Linked DNA regions of Mus musculus: all the other regions are linked to region 2. A link is a contact called in public Hi-C and targeted proximity ligation data. All regions are on one chromosome and are shown on one strand. The core of a region is the stretch at or near the end of the contact, and the rest is flanking DNA. Distances in the headings are between cores, read along the strand shown. Region 1 has its middle 49 kb from the start of Prkg1. Region 2 holds the start of Cstf2t (cleavage stimulation factor, 3' pre-RNA subunit 2, tau). Region 3 holds the start of Gldc (glycine decarboxylase). Region 4 has its middle 88 kb from the start of A1cf.

Evidence for each region. Hi-C and Micro-C count contacts between places; a contact is called where the count stands out from the background.
Region 1: a contact with region 2 is called in a Hi-C map of embryonic fibroblasts, with 2.5 times the contacts expected there. A contact is called at or near these places in 1 of 39 promoter capture datasets (the C10 cell line), 1 of 484 Hi-C or Micro-C datasets (embryonic fibroblasts), 6 of 130 datasets of targeted methods (the NIH/3T3 cell line, embryonic stem cells, heart atrium and 1 more) and 1 of 9 other capture datasets (embryonic stem cells).
Region 3: a contact with region 2 is called in a targeted proximity ligation map of astrocytes, with 2.5 times the contacts expected there. A contact is called at or near these places in 4 of 39 promoter capture datasets (embryonic stem cells and stem cell-derived epiblast-like cells) and 1 of 130 datasets of targeted methods (astrocytes).
Region 4: a contact with region 2 is called in a targeted proximity ligation map of bone marrow-derived macrophages, with 6 times the contacts expected there. A contact is called at or near these places in 4 of 39 promoter capture datasets (the 3T3-L1 cell line, the C10 cell line and hippocampal neurons), 2 of 484 Hi-C or Micro-C datasets (myeloid progenitors and myocytes) and 1 of 130 datasets of targeted methods (bone marrow-derived macrophages).

The regions. Positions count from the first base shown.
Region 1 is chr19:31,711,359-31,715,849 of GRCm38.p6, forward strand. It overlaps a transcript of Prkg1 not described here. Among named protein-coding and RNA genes, the nearest start is that of Prkg1, 49 kb to the left of the region's middle.
Region 2 is chr19:31,080,694-31,084,782 of GRCm38.p6, forward strand. It overlaps Cstf2t (cleavage stimulation factor, 3' pre-RNA subunit 2, tau), which reads left to right and starts at 2,148. Exons shown (of 1, transcript NM_031249.2): 1 at 2,148-4,089. The coding sequence starts at 2,373. The region is part of intron 3 of Prkg1 (protein kinase, cGMP-dependent, type I); the gene reads right to left.
Region 3 is chr19:30,173,978-30,178,164 of GRCm38.p6, forward strand. Gldc (glycine decarboxylase) reads right to left here and starts at 1,464. Exons shown (of 25, transcript NM_138595.2): 1 at 1,014-1,464; 2 at 447-525. The coding sequence starts at 1,283.
Region 4 is chr19:31,954,122-31,958,539 of GRCm38.p6, forward strand. No RefSeq gene overlaps it. Among named protein-coding and RNA genes, the nearest start is that of A1cf, 88 kb to the left of the region's middle.

The sequences.
Region 1 (4,491 bases), core at 918-3,417, 630 kb after region 2:
GGCAGACTCACATGCAAACAGGCACACAGGGAAACAGTATTACCCATGGCTTTGCTACGGCCCTGGCTTTTTACCTAAGTCACTAGATTAAATATAGAAGGAGGACAGAGAAAAGGAGGAGGAGGGCAAGAGGAGGAAGAAGAAGAAGAGGAGGATGAAGAAGAGGATGATATATTAATGGTCTCTGATATCTATCTGGTTTTATTCTTGAAGATGAGAAGGAAAATAAGCTGGGATTTCATCAAAGATATTTCTCCTTTGGACTGTCTGCATTGTAATGAATTAGCATATCTTATTTTTAAATGGAGCCTTTTCTTTTTAAAGAAGAAATATGGAGCACCCGTGCTATTTGTCTTTCTCAAATATTCATCAATTTCCCCTTTCTAGTTTTGAATATCAGAAATAAGGTCAGTAGACCAAGACAGCTACACAAGAGAAAAGATCTTTCGTCTTGATTTTCTCAGCCCTGCTTTCGTGTGTTTATCTGTGATAAATGACTAGCCTCTGTCTAGCCGTATGTACCAGAAAGGAATCAACTGTGTATAATTACTCCAACCAGGGGATGGGTACTTTTCAGTTTGATATTTTCCAGAATGAGTGGCTGTCAGAATGAGCTGACAAGGAGAATAATTAAGGAGTTCCACTCCTGAGTTGAGTATAAGAGCCCAAGAAAACCAGAGCACAATACCATGGTAATAGATAATCACTTAGTACTAAGTGTGGGCCCATTTTGAACTCATGAATATAATGGTTCTTGAAAGCTTATGGATTTTCCTCTCAGCTGTTGGAAACCCTGCGAGTCAATACAAATAAGGATTCTCTATACATTTTTAGATTTTATTTGCTTGAATCTTCAGAACATATTGAAATAGAAATATTTAATAAGAATGTTTCTTTATGTAATCATTTGGATTTCTATACACAATTTTGCTCTATTTTAGATTCCGCAAAATAAAATGAGCCTAATGTTAATAAAATGAGTGGACAGCTTCAATAGGGGTCAAGAAGAAGTACCTGAACAAATTATGTAGTAATCTATGACTTCCAAACTTTCCCATTATCCTATCAGCAAGAGAGACAAATGACATACCCACCCACTCAAAACCCGTGGGACACCAACCTTTTGAAAAGAATGCTAGGTACCTAGAGAGATTGCTCAGAGGTCTAGAGTGTTTAACGGTCTTCCACAGAACCCAAGTTCAATTCCCAGCACCCTTTGCTAGAAGCTCACAACTGCCTGTGAAGTTCCAGGGGATCCAATGCCCTCTTCTTACCTGGACACCAACACACATGCACATATGTGTATACACATGTGCACACACACAAAATGATACAAAAAACTTGAGAAAAAAATACTAGAATAACATATGTTTGAGAAGTACAATTATATAGATATCATTTTATTTCTCTCTTATTAAACCTTATTTCTTCCTTAAAACACAAGGGATCTCGAAGCTCCTAAATAGGGTGAGATATCTCCATGGTTAAAAGCACTTGCTGTTTTTTAAAAAGATCTGGGTTCAATTTACAATCCTCACAAGGCTGCTGCTCACAACTTTTAGCAACTCTAGCCCCAGGGACCATCTGATGCCTTGTTCCATTCTCCTTGGGCATTGCATGTATGTGGTACATTTGTATATAAGCAGGAAAATGTTATTATACATAAAGTAAAAATTAATAAAAATTTTTTAGAGCAAAACCCCTAAAGCCTGTTAAGAAGACCTTGGCAGGTATTCCTCACCGATTTCCTTGCAGAGAACTGTGGACAAGTCAGAGGGGAGGGCTTTGCAGGCACACAACATAGGCAATCATGAGTTCTAAGGCTGCTCTTTTGAAACTAGTCACAAGTTTTAAACAGAGATTTCCAGATTTTCCTCATGTTCTGGGCCCCACAAATTATACCATCATCTTGAGTCAGAGACGTAGATCCATACCGATGTGGATTTGATACTGAGTTTAGCACTATCTTATTGAAATGAAAATGGCCTTTGTAACATCTCAGAGTCCCTGCTCTCCCTGTTGCTAAAGGAAATATTAATACTTTCTCAATTGTAGTAAATAAGGAAGGCGGTGCATACAAAATGTAAAGCCTGGCCTCTTGCTGAGGGCCATGCAGGAGGAACAACAAATGGCTTTGGAACTCATGGAATGCGGCCCACAGGTTACCATAGCTGCATGGGTGAGCCTCGGTTTGGCAGGGCTTTGAAGAATTATATGTCCTGAGGACTTTATGCTGTCATGGAGTTCTGGTCTGCTTGTTGCCCTAATATTTCTCATAATCTAAGAATTATATGAAAACTTTAAGGGGCCTTCCAGTCCCTCACTGGAAAGTATCTTCGGCATTCACAATACTGATGCTTGATTTCTTTCAGGCTTTGCTGCTGGAGCAGATTAATGATTGAATCACCACCCTAGAGAAGAATTTAGAGATGTGGATTGTCAGCAATAACCATCACCCTTAGAAAACATTTGGAAAAATAAAACTGTTAGTGACACTAGGTTGATATGTTTTTACTTCTCAGTTCTGATGTAAAAAAAAATTAGGAAGCAATTTGAAGTTCAGGAAGGCACCTTCTTATTAGTTAAGCTAGGGACCTTTTATGGTCAGGGAACAAGAACAATGGCAGCACTGGCTGACGTGACTCTCACTGCGGCTGGACTGGTGATGATTGGTTTCTTATACCCATTTTGTCCTCAGCTTCCTGATGATTTATTAAGAATGGTTGATGAGCGGGTATGCATTCTGAGGATTTAAGGTAGATAAGACTGATTTTTTATATAAACGTTTAGAGCTGTGATTCTTTTAAGATTCTTACAAGATTACACAGATCTCACCTGTGGTGTAGACAGGGGAAGAAGGTAAAATGTGTCCTAGTTAACCTTGACCTCCAACAGAACTGACAGTATCATTAGCTATAATGTGAGCCTCTGTCAGATCATCTGATGACCTGTGTGATCCCAAAGAGTTATGAGTCATGGACTGTGACCAGCAGGGGCTGATGGTGGTTCAGATCTAGCACCGTTGTCTACATGGGAAGCTACAGATGCAGTAAGCTGAGGGGACCAGGCTCCTGGGACACATGGAGTTCTGACTGGGGGTTGCATCTGAGAACGGGACTGTTAAAATTTTAATGCTATCTCTTATCCTAATGCAGTGAAAATGACAGTGTCAATTAAAATGCCTAAAATGTTTCCCCACTCCAAATAGAATGCAGAAAGTACGTGAGGTTTCCTGGAAATCTTCGTGATATCAGAGTCTCTGCCAGTTCTCAGTGTTCTTGGCAAAATTTTAGAGTGGAAATTGTTTTTGCGCTATGTGGCTTACTTTTTGTTTGTTTTCCTCAGAGTATACCAGGGTTATCTAAACTCTAAAGACAGGCTGCTAGGAACCAGAGAACTCTGGCTTCCATTTCAACCAGAGGCAACTATGAGATGCAGTAAAAACTGAAGACCCAGAGAAAATTCCCAGGTTGTGTATTGTGTGCTCTTATTTTTTAATCTGCATTCTGTGAAAGGGATTAAAAGACTCAGGGAAAATTTTACTAAACGTCGTCTCTGTGAATTTATGCAGAAGCAAAGGGACTGCAGGATGTTCTTGAGGCAGAGGTCACAAATTCTTTTCTGGGATTCATCTCTGCTTTCACAGGCTTGACCTTTGGTATCGCACTTGCTATGTTATGACATTTATAGTACCAAACTTTCCAATTGGGACAATTGTTCTTTATTTGTAATATTTAGTAATATTTTTTGTTTGTTTGTAGAACACTAGGGGTGCTGCAGAGCTGGCGGAGTGGATAAAGCACTTCCTGAGCTGGCAAAAGGACTTGAGTTAACCGCTAGCTGCTCATGGCTACCCATGCTCATTAACCCAGCACTGGAGGATACGAGAAACCATCTGGCCAACCAGCCTGAAAGAAACTGAGCTTTAGTTCAGTGTGAGATCTTATCACAAGGTAATTAGGGAGAAATTAATAGGGGGAGATCCCTGTGCCCTCTTTTGGCCTCCCCATATGTGCCCTATGTGTACAGGGACACATGCACCTGCATACTTTAGCAAGTACTGCACATAAACACAACAAACAAACAAATAGAAAAGAGTGTAGCCAGGATATCACTCTGACTCCCTGTTCCTTGTGATTCCCATCAAAGGAATTCAGTCAACATAATGCAGAAGACATCTATTGCAGATAAAACACTCTAAGGGGTGAGAATAGACAGTAGTCAAAGGAACCGTGGCACTTATCTGCATTTTATGTGTGTGTGTGTGTGTGTGTGTGTGTGTGTGATTAGAACAGGAAGCTTTTCCTGGTGGACTTTTGTTTGTCTGTGTGGTTCACAGGCTTGTTTGATTTGATTCTTATGGGGAAGGTCAATGTCCTATCTTTATCCACTGGAAAACCTCTTGCTACGGAATAGGATTTCTGGATCTGGGTGTAGATGGTTCACTATTACTAACCTAAGAAGTTGTGGGTGTCAGGTCTCCTCTGAAGG
Region 2 (4,089 bases), core at 898-3,397:
CTTAGGCTTTCCAGACTTGTGTGACCACCCCTGCTGTAAATACCACATTTGCCAAATATGTCAGAGATTTGGGTGGTTTTGTTGGTTAGTCTTGTTTGTTGAAAACACGTACATTTTTAGTCAAGGCAGTTAGTTTTTTTTTTTAAGATTTATTTATTTATTATATGTAAGTGTAGCTGTCTTCAGACACTCCAGAAGATGGAGTCAGATCTCATTATGGATGGTTGTGAGCCACCATGTGGTTGCTGGGATTTGAACTCTGGACCTTCAGAAGAGCAGTCGGGTGCTCCTTACCTACTGAGCCATCTTACCAGCCTGGCAGTTAGTTTTTAATTTGACTGATAGATGCTCAAAGTAATTCAGAGTAAATATTAAACACCATTTCTTTTCTTTCTTTCTTCTCTTCCTTCTTTCTTTCTTTCTTTCTTCTTTCTTTCCTTCCTTCCTTTTTTTTTTTTTTGTCTTTTGGGTTTTTTTGTTTGTTTGTTTGTTTTGTTTTGTTTTGTTTTTTGAGACAGGGTTTCTCTGTGTAGCCCTGGCTGTCCTGGAACTCACTCTGTAGACCAGGCTGGCCTTGAACTCAGAAACCCGCCTGCCTCTGCCTCCCGAGTGCTGGGATTAAAGGCGTGCGCCACCACCGCCCGGCTTAAACACCATTTCTACAAGGGACTAAGCTGATAGTATTTAACAGACACAAGTGTTAAAGTGTTGAGTGTCTCTCAGTGTGCCATCACCAGCTTGGAACTAGACATAAAGAGCTCCGGGATGTCCTGGAAGTATCCCAAGTGCTAGGATTAAAGATGAGCCGCCATGCCTAATTTATGGTGAATGTTTTATTTAATGTTTTAAAACCTTTAAGTATCTCATAGGCCCCACGTGTTGCTTTGTTTGTTGGTTACTGTGTTTTCTTTGACCATCAGGTAAAGATAAGGCTTGTGGTGCTTGCCTCTAATCCCAGCATACACTGGGAGAAGCAGGAGGATTGCAAATTTGAAGACAGCTTAAACTACATACACAGTGAATTTTTCAGGCCAACCTGGGCTGTAGAAGGGCCCTGTATTAAAATAACAAAATTTGTTTTAGTATACCTGATAACTTAATTTATTGAATTAATTGACAACTGAATGTAAAAATATACCATCTACATTAACATAACACATATCTGGGTGTAGTGGCCCACTCCTTTAAGCCCAGCACTTGGAAGGCAGAGGTAGGTGGATCTCTTGAGTTCAACGCCAGCCTCATCTACAGACTAAGTTCTAGGGCAGCCAGGGCTACACAGACAAACTCTGTCTCAAAAAACAAAAACAAAACCAAGAACAAAACAAAATATAAACCATGATATTTTTTGAATTTTTTTCCAAGTTAAAACAGTGAAAATTATGTTTGGTCATTTAAAATAAAATGGCAGTATTTAAAGTACAAAACTGGCAAGAGAAGTGGGCGGTGGTGGTGCACACCTTTAAGCCCAGCGGAGGATTCTGGGAGCTGGAGGTCAGCCTGCGCTCCAGGATAGGACTACATAGAGACCTTGTCTCTAAATAATAAATAAAATCACAACTACTTATATGTGTACAATAAAAGTTTAGTCGATTAATCCAGACTCTGCAGTCATACTTTTTAGTTAATTCCACTTTAGCATTGATGTCAATTAAAATTTGTAAGGGGAGAGAGAAATGATCACACAACAACCTGCGCACACAGAAGATACCAGGGAAGACCCTGGACTTGGTAACAGTTTGAACAAGCCATAGCTTGGGGGCGGGGCTGCGGCTGACAGAAGCGCTATTTTATCTTTGCGATAATTATGTTTAATGTTGTTAAGCTATTTTAAGGGATAAATAACAATATTTTTACCTCATAATATTGGATATAATTTTAAATATTTCTATTATCCTACACTAAACGAAAGCTGTGAAAACACATTAAGCCTTAAATCAGCTTCCGGCTTGCGGTTTCCCGCCGGTGGAACGCAATGAAAACAGCCCCGAGTGTGTGGAAACACAGACGCTGCCGGTTACCCCATGGAAGCCCGATCGGCCATTTTTAATGAGGTCAGTCGTAGTGCATCCTGTGCCCGCAGGAAGCGGGGGCGGGACGCCGGGAAAACTCGACCAATAGGACCATGGAACGGAATCCTGTTGTCAGTAAGTAGGCGCGGACAACCGAGCTCACGGCCCGGGGCGGAAGGCGTTAGATAAATTAGTCCGGTCTCAGGAAGCAGTGTCTGCGGCCTAACGGAACTACAGATTCCTAACAGAAAGGTTTCTGTCCGGAGCTTGCTATCTGCTTCCGTTACAGAGCGGAAGTGTGGTTCGCCAGAGGACGACCCTTAGACGAATTCAATCTCCGCTGTCCTCTCGGCAGCAATCATGTCGAGTTTGGCGGTCAGAGACCCAGCCATGGATCGATCGCTGCGTTCGGTGTTCGTGGGGAACATTCCGTATGAGGCGACGGAGGAGCAGTTAAAGGACATTTTCTCAGAGGTTGGTTCAGTTGTCAGTTTCCGTCTCGTCTACGATAGAGAGACTGGGAAGCCCAAGGGTTATGGCTTCTGCGAGTACCAAGACCAGGAGACTGCGCTCAGTGCCATGCGAAACCTCAATGGGCGAGAGTTTAGTGGGAGAGCGCTTCGGGTGGACAATGCCGCCAGCGAAAAGAACAAGGAGGAGTTAAAGAGCTTAGGCCCGGCGGCCCCCATCATTGACTCCCCCTATGGGGACCCTATCGACCCAGAAGATGCTCCAGAATCGATTACTAGAGCAGTCGCCAGCTTGCCCCCAGAGCAGATGTTTGAGCTCATGAAGCAGATGAAGTTGTGTGTCCAGAACAGTCACCAGGAAGCTCGAAACATGCTACTTCAGAACCCACAGTTGGCGTATGCTTTGCTGCAGGCACAAGTGGTGATGAGAATCATGGATCCAGAGATTGCACTGAAAATTTTGCATCGTAAGATACATGTCACACCACTGATCCCAGGCAAATCTCAGCCGGTCTCTGGGCCTGGCCCTGGTGGGCCTGGGCCTAGTGGGCCTGGCGGCCCTGGCCCCGGCCCTGCCCCTGGCCTCTGCCCGGGACCTAACGTCATGTTGAACCAACAGAATCCTCCTGCCCCTCAGCCTCAGCATCTGCCAAGAAGACCTGTGAAGGACATTCCACCTCTGATGCAGACCTCTATCCAGGGAGGAATTCCAGCTCCGGGGCCAATACCAGCTGCAGTTCCTGGACCTGGACCTGGTTCCTTAACTCCAGGAGGAGCAATGCAGCCACAAGTTGGCATGCCAGTGGTTGGTCCAGTGCCCCTGGAGCGAGGACAGATGCAGATATCAGATCCTAGACCTCCGATGCCTCGTGGACCCATGCCTTCTGGTGGCATACCTCCTCGAGGACTACTGGGAGATGCTCCAAATGACCCACGTGGAGGGACTTTGCTCTCAGTGACTGGAGAAGTAGAGCCCAGGGGCTATATGGGACCACCCCATCAGGGTCCTCCAATGCATCATGGTCATGACAACCGTGGCCCTGCCTCACATGATATGAGAGGAGGACCATTGGCAGCAGATCCCAGAATGCTAATTGGAGAGCCCAGAGGTCCCATGATAGATCAGAGAGGTCTACCTATGGATGGTAGAGGAGGTAGAGAATCTCGAGGGATGGAGACTCGGCCCATGGAAACTGAGGTCTTGGAGCCACGAGGAATGGAGAGAAGGATGGAGACCTGCGCGATGGAAACCAGAGGCATGGATGCAAGAGGACTAGAGATGAGGGGCCCTGGCCCTAGTTCCAGAGGTCCGATGACTGGTGGAATCCAGGGTCCTGGCCCTATTAATATGGGGGCAGGTGGCCCTCAGGGACCTAGACAGGTTCCAAATATTGCAGGAGTGGGAAATCCTGGAGGTACCATGCAGGGGGCAGGTATACAAGGAGGAGGGATGCAGGGAGCAGGTATGCAAGGAGGAGGGATGCAAGGAGCAGGCATGCAAGGAGGAGGGATGCAGGGAGCTGGCATGCAAGCAGGGATGCAGGGAGCTAGCATGCAAGGAGGGATGCAGGGAGCTGGCATGCAAGGAGCCAGTAAGCAAGGTGGAG
Region 3 (4,187 bases), core at 214-2,713, 910 kb before region 2:
GGTGAGAGGGGAAACCGATGTGAGACAGAACAATTTGAAATTCTCGTGACTTTGAGAAGTCTAAGTCCCCTTCCAAATAAGTCTCTTCTCTAGCTGCAGGACCTCAGGTGATTTCCTTTGTCCTTTCGGAAGTCTCACCTGATCTACTGAGATAACTACCTTCTCAGCTCAAAGGAACAAAAAGCCCTTCCGGTGGGCGTGCATGAGGTGGAGACTTCTAATCCAACACGTGTCTTTTGCAAAGCCTTCTTTGGGAAAGCTTGTAGGTGCCTCGCCAGCAACTCAGGGATAAAGACCATGAAAGGGGCTTACATAGGTTTTCCTCAGGGAAGAAAAATCCCAGCGGTTTAGGGCCTGTCAAGTACTGAGCAATCCAACCCCAAAGCCGGACAGAGATTATAGAAGGCAGAGCAGCGGAACCCCTGAGAGTCCTCCCGGCCACTTACAAATAGGGTCTTCCATTTTCAAGGGTCTCTTCAAGCGGATGCTGGCGGGGACCGTCTTCTCGATGAGCTCATCAATGCTCTAAAATTTAAAAACGCAAGCTGGTGAACAGGACAGTCAGAGCAAAGAGCCTGAGTTAAGAGAGCCACTTCAGTTTATCTTCAAAGGCTGGTAGGAACTTCATTTAAATCGTCTAATTAAGAGTTCTTTTTAAAGTGAAACATCAGGAAGCAGAAATCTTTTGGAGGAAAAAAAAAAAAAATGATGGAGCCGGATGGTAAATCCGCTACTCCGGGTTCGGGAGCTGCAACTGGAGCTGACCGGATTAATGTACTCTAAGTAGGGAGTCTTCTTTTCCTGCAAAGTTAGGGTTCGTCTGGAGTTGGGGATATTTTTTAAATGCACTTTAGAAGAGCGAGAACAGAGTAAAAGTTAAGAGAGGAGAAGGCACCACGATTAAGAGCGAGCTCGCTTTCAAGCTGGGGCCCGGGACGGAGGAGGAAGGCAAGGTGGGAGCCGGGAGGCCCAGCGGGCAGAGCTCCGGCAGGGTGGAGGGTGGAGGGCCTTACCGCCAGCCCCAGCGCCTGCAGCATCTCCCTCCGGTCTTTGTCTCCGGGGCCGATGTGTCTCCGGGAGAAGTCATCGTGTCTGGGCAGGAGGCGCTCCAGAAGGCGCGAGGCCCCAGCCGCGCCGCGGTCCCCGCCACCGCCACCGCCACCGCCGCCGCTGCTGTCCCGGCTTCGCTGCGCCCAACTCAAGCCGGTGCCCCGAGCCAGGCGGTGGCCGCCCCCGGCTCCGCGGCCCAGGCGCAGCCCCCATGCCCTGGCACACAGCTGCATGGACGCCGTCACCTCCCCAGCCCACGAGGGTCAGCAGCGCTTTCCGGCCCTCCTCTGGCCCCAATGCCCCGGGAGTGGCCGCCGCAGTCCCTGGATCCCCTTCCCGACCACTGCGGGCAATGAATGGGTACAGCGAACTGCACTAACTCTTGCAAAGTTCCTCCGCCTCAGCAGGCACCTGCTCCGCACACTTTAAGCGGCGCCCGAAGGCGGGCAGTAGGATGGAGCCAGGAAACCTTTAGCCAATGGGAATGGGTTGCAGGGCGGGGGCGAGGCAGGGCCCTCCCTTTCTCTCTCCTCCTTGTCTCCCACCTCCTCCCACTTCTTTCCCCTCTTCAGCAGCAGGGTGGAGTCCCCTGCCTGATGCTGGAAGTTTAAGGTCCCAAATCCCTCTTCTTACACAGGGGTTCGGGATGCTCTATAGGCCCACTGGCCGGGTTGTAGGGCCCATTGGGGCAGCCCTAACATTCGTGAAGTTCCTGGAGCAATGCACTGAGACAGAAGACAGGAAGACTCCAATAGTTAGCTGGTCTCCACTTACTGACTTTAGGGTCACATCTCATGAAAACCACTATGGGCAAAGGAAGGTTCTTTCATAGTTATGAAATCTGGACAAAGAGCACAGCCCCTAAAATATCTTATGCTTTAATCTTTTAATAAAGATTTAATATTATTTTTTATTGATTTGTGTGTTGGGTGAAATGTCTGTCTGTGTATCACATACATGCCGAATGCTTGCAGAAGTTAGAAGTGGACATCAGATTCCCTGCAAATGGTGTTACAGGCTGTTGTGAGCTTTTATGTGGGTGCTGATAGCCCAACCATAAGAGTAGCAAGTGCTCTCAATCACTGAGCCATCCCCCTGACCCCACTTTTTTTGAGATATGATGCGATGGGAACCAAACCCCCGATCTCCCAACTAGCACCAAGCTACACCCCAGCACCTGTCTTCTCCCTCCCTCCTTTGTATGTCTCCTTCGTCTTCTCTGTACTGGTTTGATATGCACCCATTCCTGAAATTCAGTCTTCCTTTACGTGGAATGCATGAGTATGCTGTTGGTATATTGGCTATATTTTTATTTCCTGAGTAAACCTAAACAGATACTGTAATGAAAGCAAAAGCATCTCCAGGAAGCTGACCCCCAAGGACAGGAACCTGGGACCCGCCTATCTGACCTTTATACACATCCTTAACGATGACCTTAGAGTTGAAGGCAAAGAGAAACTGGGTCTTGGGAAAGACACAAGAAACAGTGTTGCCTAAACTTTCAGGGGCGACTACTGTGTCTGTTGCAGGCAGGTCTTTGCTAGACCAAATAGTTGCTAAGTTAAGACCTTCCAGTGGAAGGACTTGTAGGGAGGGCTAACTACTGTGATGAGTTTGTAGGTTAAAATGACAGGTCAGAAGAGGAGACGACTCCAATGTTCTGAAAGAATCCCTTCATTTCTATTGCTACAGGAAGCACATATTTAGGGAATCATTTAGACCCAGTGTTGGATTGCCAAATTTCCACACAAGCTGACTTCATAACTTTATTTGGTCTTCTATATAAACATCAGAATGAGGACATTTTTAGTAGTTTGGAATGTACATGATTATTGGGAACAGCATATTCTACTGAGGTAAGCTGCATTCTGCAGTACTTATCAGTAATCACTATACTTGAGAGGTAGAGAGGCAGGATGATCAGGAGTTCAAGGTCAATCTTGGATACATAGGGGATTTGTGGACAGACGAAGTTGTATGTGGCTTTGTCTCACCCCCAATGTAATACACTCCTCCCCCAAGTCTCCCTTGATTGCTGAACCAGCTCCTCCTTTTTAACAGACTGGCCATACCTTCCTTGAAGGTCCTATAATTTCACCATAAACATGTTAACCATGGAAGGACCTGTCAACCTCCCTTAGCTTCTAGACCCATAGCCCAAGTCAGGTGTTGGCATATACTCCAGGAAGGTGAGTAGATACTTGATGTCAGACAAGAAGCTTCTATAGGGCTGGGTGTGGTGGTGCACGCCTTTAACCCCAGCACCTGGGAGGCAGAGGCAGGCAGATTTCTGAGTTCAAGGCCAGCCTGGTCTACAGAGTGAGTTCCAGGACAACCAGGGCTATACAGAGAAACCCTGTCTCAAAACCCCACCCCCAAAAGAAGCTTCTACGGGGAACGAATCAGAACACATTGCTCACATGCTTTATCATGACAAGATTTCTGCTAGACATTGAATTCCTGACCAAGTGAAAATTGAGGTTATATGGAAATTGCTGATGTTTGTAGCACCAGAGATTGTATATTTAGTTATGAGATGGTCAGTATTAATTATCCACTTGACAGAATCTAGAATCACTTGGAAAAGGGGCCTCTGGGCCTGACTGTTGGAGGTGGAGTATCTTGATTAAGATGGAAAGATCTTTCTACTGTGAACAGCATCCTATTTGCAGGGCTAGTATCCTAAACTGTACAAAATGGAGCAAGTTAGCTGAGCAGACGCATGCACACATCTCCCTGCTCTCTTCTCACTGAAGACATAATAGAACCAGCTGCTTCCAGCTCTTGATGCCATAACTTTCCCACCAGGATGCATTGTAACTTGGAACTGTGAGCCAAAGAAACCCTTCCTCCCTTAAGTCGCTTCTATCAGAGCTTCATCACAGCAAGGAGAAAAGAGACAGAGGCAGTGCATAACCTCGACCAGGAGTGGCTCTCAGTCCGCTATGTTGGCTGATGATACCCAGCACAACGACCCCTTCTGTAAATTGGGCTAACAGAGCTGATCATTGTTGGTGCCGTTGAGAAGGGTGGAGCCTAAGGTTTGATGAGAAGTAAACTTAAGCATAGACTTTCCCATGTGCAACACAGTCTTCCTTTCACTGAAGCATGGAGAGCCCATTGGTAAGAGGAGCGAG
Region 4 (4,418 bases), core at 1,465-3,964, 870 kb after region 2:
CAAGAAGGGAACTGTACTCCTTGGGTTCCCTCTCTAAGCTACTTGATCAGCTTGATCAGTTTCTTTTTCACGTTCTCAGCACTACCTCATCTATAAGCCAGTAAAGCCTGTGTTAAATTAACGGTTACTTTTATATATAGCATCCCACGTCTACGCAGTAAATTCTATTCTAATTAGGACTAGGCACGGTTGGCATAAATGTATGCTCAAATATCAAAGCCATAGGGATCTTGCTTTAGATTTCCATCAATGACCCAGCCCTGTGATCTCCATCAAAAGAACTCGTTGAGATACACAATGCATAAGTAGAAGGTAGAAGGAGTTCATGACAGAAGAAAGTGAAATACTCACAAGGGGTAGTAGTGAGCAATGGCCAGAGGCCACTGTACCAGCTGCATTTTGAATGGGATTTATCACATTTCAAAAGTCTCTGGGACATCTTTTTCCCCAGATACATTTTTTTGCCCAAGTGTAACTAACTTTTATGGGCAGGGACAATGATGTGACTTGTTCTGTACAGCCCCCCCCCAAAAAAAAAACTTCTGCTAAACAGTAATTGTACAAAGTTTTATATGGCTACCTATTAGAGACCCTTCAGGCAATTCAGAATTTCATGTCTCTATCAAGGACAGAGAAATGACCAAAGCTATCTAGGAAAGGTAAGCGAGTGAGTTTCTGGAGTTAGCCCACTGTTTTACATGGCTGCAATGGGTAGACTCTGGAGAGACATAGCCCCAGAGACTTTGTCCCGTAATTGCTTCTCACTGCTGATATGCCTCTCCTGTCGCAATCACTTAGCTTAATGATTCCTGGGCATCATCCCACTCTGTTGAGCAAATTCCCTGCAGATCAATGTTCATGAATTAATGCTGTTTAGATGAATTAATGACTTCCTGGTTTGAGTCAAATAATTTCAGGAAGAAAGTTTAAGTCGATGGTTTTAGTTGTTATGCCAGAAAGATGCAATAAAGTTGGAATCAAGAATACAATGTACCCCATCTTCATAAAATAGTAAGTGAAGGCTGCATAATGAGAAATACAGTGAGCTTTCATAAATTACACTAAGAAGAGAATTAGGCTTAGGACAGATTTTTGATCAAGGAAAAACATCCCTTCTAGATCAGGTCCAAGGATGAAGCCATAGATCACAGGGCACCATGTATAACTGTTGTTTTGAACTTAAAATGAGCTTATGGAATAAAACATTGCTTCGAACTTACTATCAACATCCTTCTGTAATTTCTCTTTTGTGTAACATTTTATCTATGTGGTAATTTTTATAAATAACTTTTGTCTAAGAAGGCATAAATTGCAACAGAGAAGAAATAAAGTGTGGTGTGTGTGTGTGAGAGAGAGAGTGTGTGTGTGTCTGTATATATATATATACATATATGTATATGTCTACATGGATGTGCATACATATATATGTAGGAATATGTGTATGTATATAAATATGTATGTATACTTATGAAATTGATGAAACAAGTGGTCAGATCCAGCCAGTGTGTGCATGTGCGTGTGCGTGTGGATATATGCACACATGCACCTAACTATCTTCCTTTTTCTTTCTCTGTGAAATTGCCAAAAGACATCAGCTTCTGGCCTCAGAATAGTAAAAGTTAAGTTGCCAGAAGAGTAAGAGAGAGTTAAAAGGCCAGAGAGGTCCTCAGCCTTTGGCCTTCATATAATGCTGGTTCCCACCTCAGTACCTGAGTGCCAGGGCTGGCCCCCAAGCAGAGAAAATGCACATATTCCATTACTTTTATTTGAAAAAAAGATTTTGTTTATTTTAATTACATGTATATGGGCGGCAGGAATACAAGTGATCTTGGATAACAGAAAACCATGTTGGATCCCTGACACTGGAGTTTTAGGTGGTTGTGAAGGCTGATCCACGTGAGTTGTGGGAACTAAATTTGACCCAAGTTCTCAGCAAGAGCTCTACATGCTCTTAATGGCTGAGCCAGCCAGCCATCTCTCCAGCCCATCACAGTCCATTCTTTTGACCAGCAATTAGAGTCCTGCAGTTTCATCCTTACTTTCCCAAGCTGATGACTGTGAAGAACTCCATCCTCAGTGACCTTCCAAGCCTGCTAATACCTCGATACCCAACAGCACTCATTTAGCCCCAGAAGGACAGGAGGCACAATGATGCTGGGCTCACATTCACACCTTGTAAACAGAATCCCTCTTGATAGCTAATTTGCATTATTTCAACATCTAGGATTTATATTCCAAGTAGAAGGACAAAGGAAGTATAGAGGGCCAGCTCCCAGAACTTCTTAGAGAGAGTTATTGGAAGCTGCTGCTACACAACACTAAGGTCTAGGTTGAACTTTAGCTTGTGGCCACTCCCGGCCACACAAGCAATTGGGAAATGCAGTCTTTAGGTGACCATAATAATCATGTGACTAGGACATATGAACACTGAGGGAAAACTACCCTTCTGCCACAGATATACCACAAGAAGTTCCTGAAAATCAAACATGATCTCATCAGGAAGGTGATTGGACACGTGGTCAGGAACTTGTGGCTCCTGCTTCCCCTTCATCTGCTTTCATCAGATCAGAGGAAATTGCTACCCTGGAGTTTCTTTTTTCTTCTTCTTTTTTTATTAGTTATTTTTTTACATTTCAAATGGTAAACCCCTTCCCAGTTTCCCCTCTGTAAATCCTCTTTTCCATTCACTTTCCACACTGCTTCTTTGAGGGTACTCCTCTACACACCTACACACTCCCACCTCTTCGCCCTAGTATTCCCCTATGCTGGGGCATCAAGCATTCACAGAACCAAGGGGCTCCCCTCCCATTGATGTCAGATAGAGCCATCCTCTGCTACATATGCAGCTGGAGCCATGTATACTCTTTGGTTGGTGGTTTAGACCTTGGGAGCTCTTGGGGGTCTAGTAGGTTGATATTGTTGTTCTTCCTATGAGGTTGCAAACTCCTTCAATTCCTTCAGTCCTAATGCCTCCACTGGGGTCCCCGTGCTCAGTCTGATGGTTGGCTGCAAGCATCTGCACCTGTATTGGTCAGAATCCTCAACTGAGGAATCTCAAATGAGCAAGAATCATCTAAAGAAATGTACAACATCCTTAATCAGGGAAATACAAATCAAAATGATCCTGAGATTTCTCCTCACACCAGTCAGAATGGCTAAGATCAAAAATTCAGGTGACAGCAGACCCTGGCGAGGATGTGGAGAAAGAGGAACACTCCTCCACTTCTCTTGGGATTGCAAGCTCGTACAACCACTCTGGAAATCAGTCTGACCATTCCTCAGAAAATTGGACATAGGACCTGAGGACCCAGATATACTACTCCTAGGCATATACCCAAAAGATGCTCAAACATATAACAAGAATACATGCTACACTGTGTTCATAGCAGCCTTATTTATAATAGCCAGAAGCTGGAAAGAACCCAGATGTCCTTCAACAGAGGAATGAATACAGAAAATGTGGTACATTTACACAATGGAGTACTACTCAGCTATTAAAAACAATGACTTCGTGAAATCCCCAGGCAAATGGATGGAACTAGAAAATATCATCCTGAGTGAGGTAAAAAGAACATACATGGTATGTACTCACTGATAAATGGATATTAGGGAAAAAGCTTGGAATACCCTGGAGTTGCTATCCTACTGAACAAAGGACTGTAGTGAAGAAGATTGCAGAAACCCCCACCTACCAGCAGCAGCACAAAAGCTCCTACTGAGTATAACCCAGACCTGGTATCTGAACTTTAACAGTAGAGTGTGGCAAAAGCATCCATGTGTTATTCCCAAGCTTGGATTATAGAGAGCCATCATTTCCATCTTGCTAGCACTCCTTGCTCCCTACGAAGAAGAAAGATTCCATGGTATCACACTGTGCAGAGGAATGGGTCCTGTGGCAAAGAACTAATAGCAGTCTGAAGCCCAGAACCTGAAACACTGAGTCCTGCCAGCAACGGTGAGCAGAGCTCAGCATCCTCAGCTGAGCCTTGATGGGACTAATGCATTCAATGCAGCTGATGAGAGTCTCTGAAGCAGAGGACAGAGTCTCATGGTCACCGAAATTACAAACGTCACTGGAAGTTGCATTTTTCTGGAAAAGTTGTTATGAGTCCATAAACTGATACAACCAACACAGGTTGTAAAATGATAATAAATTTAAATGTGTTTACCATCTGAGAGCCATGGCAACAGATAAAGACTCACTGCCCATATACGTGGGAGCACACGCCTGCCTCCAAAAAGATAAAAACCAAGGAAATATCTACACCCAATACAGTGGGTGCCCAAGAATAGAAGGAATGAGTGAAGAAGGAGGGTAAGGGGAGAGGAACGGAGAGAGGAGGGAGGCAGTCAGGGGAAAGACCACGTGTATTGGAAGAACGGAAGGGGTGTAAATGGGGAGGAAAGAAAAGAAAAGA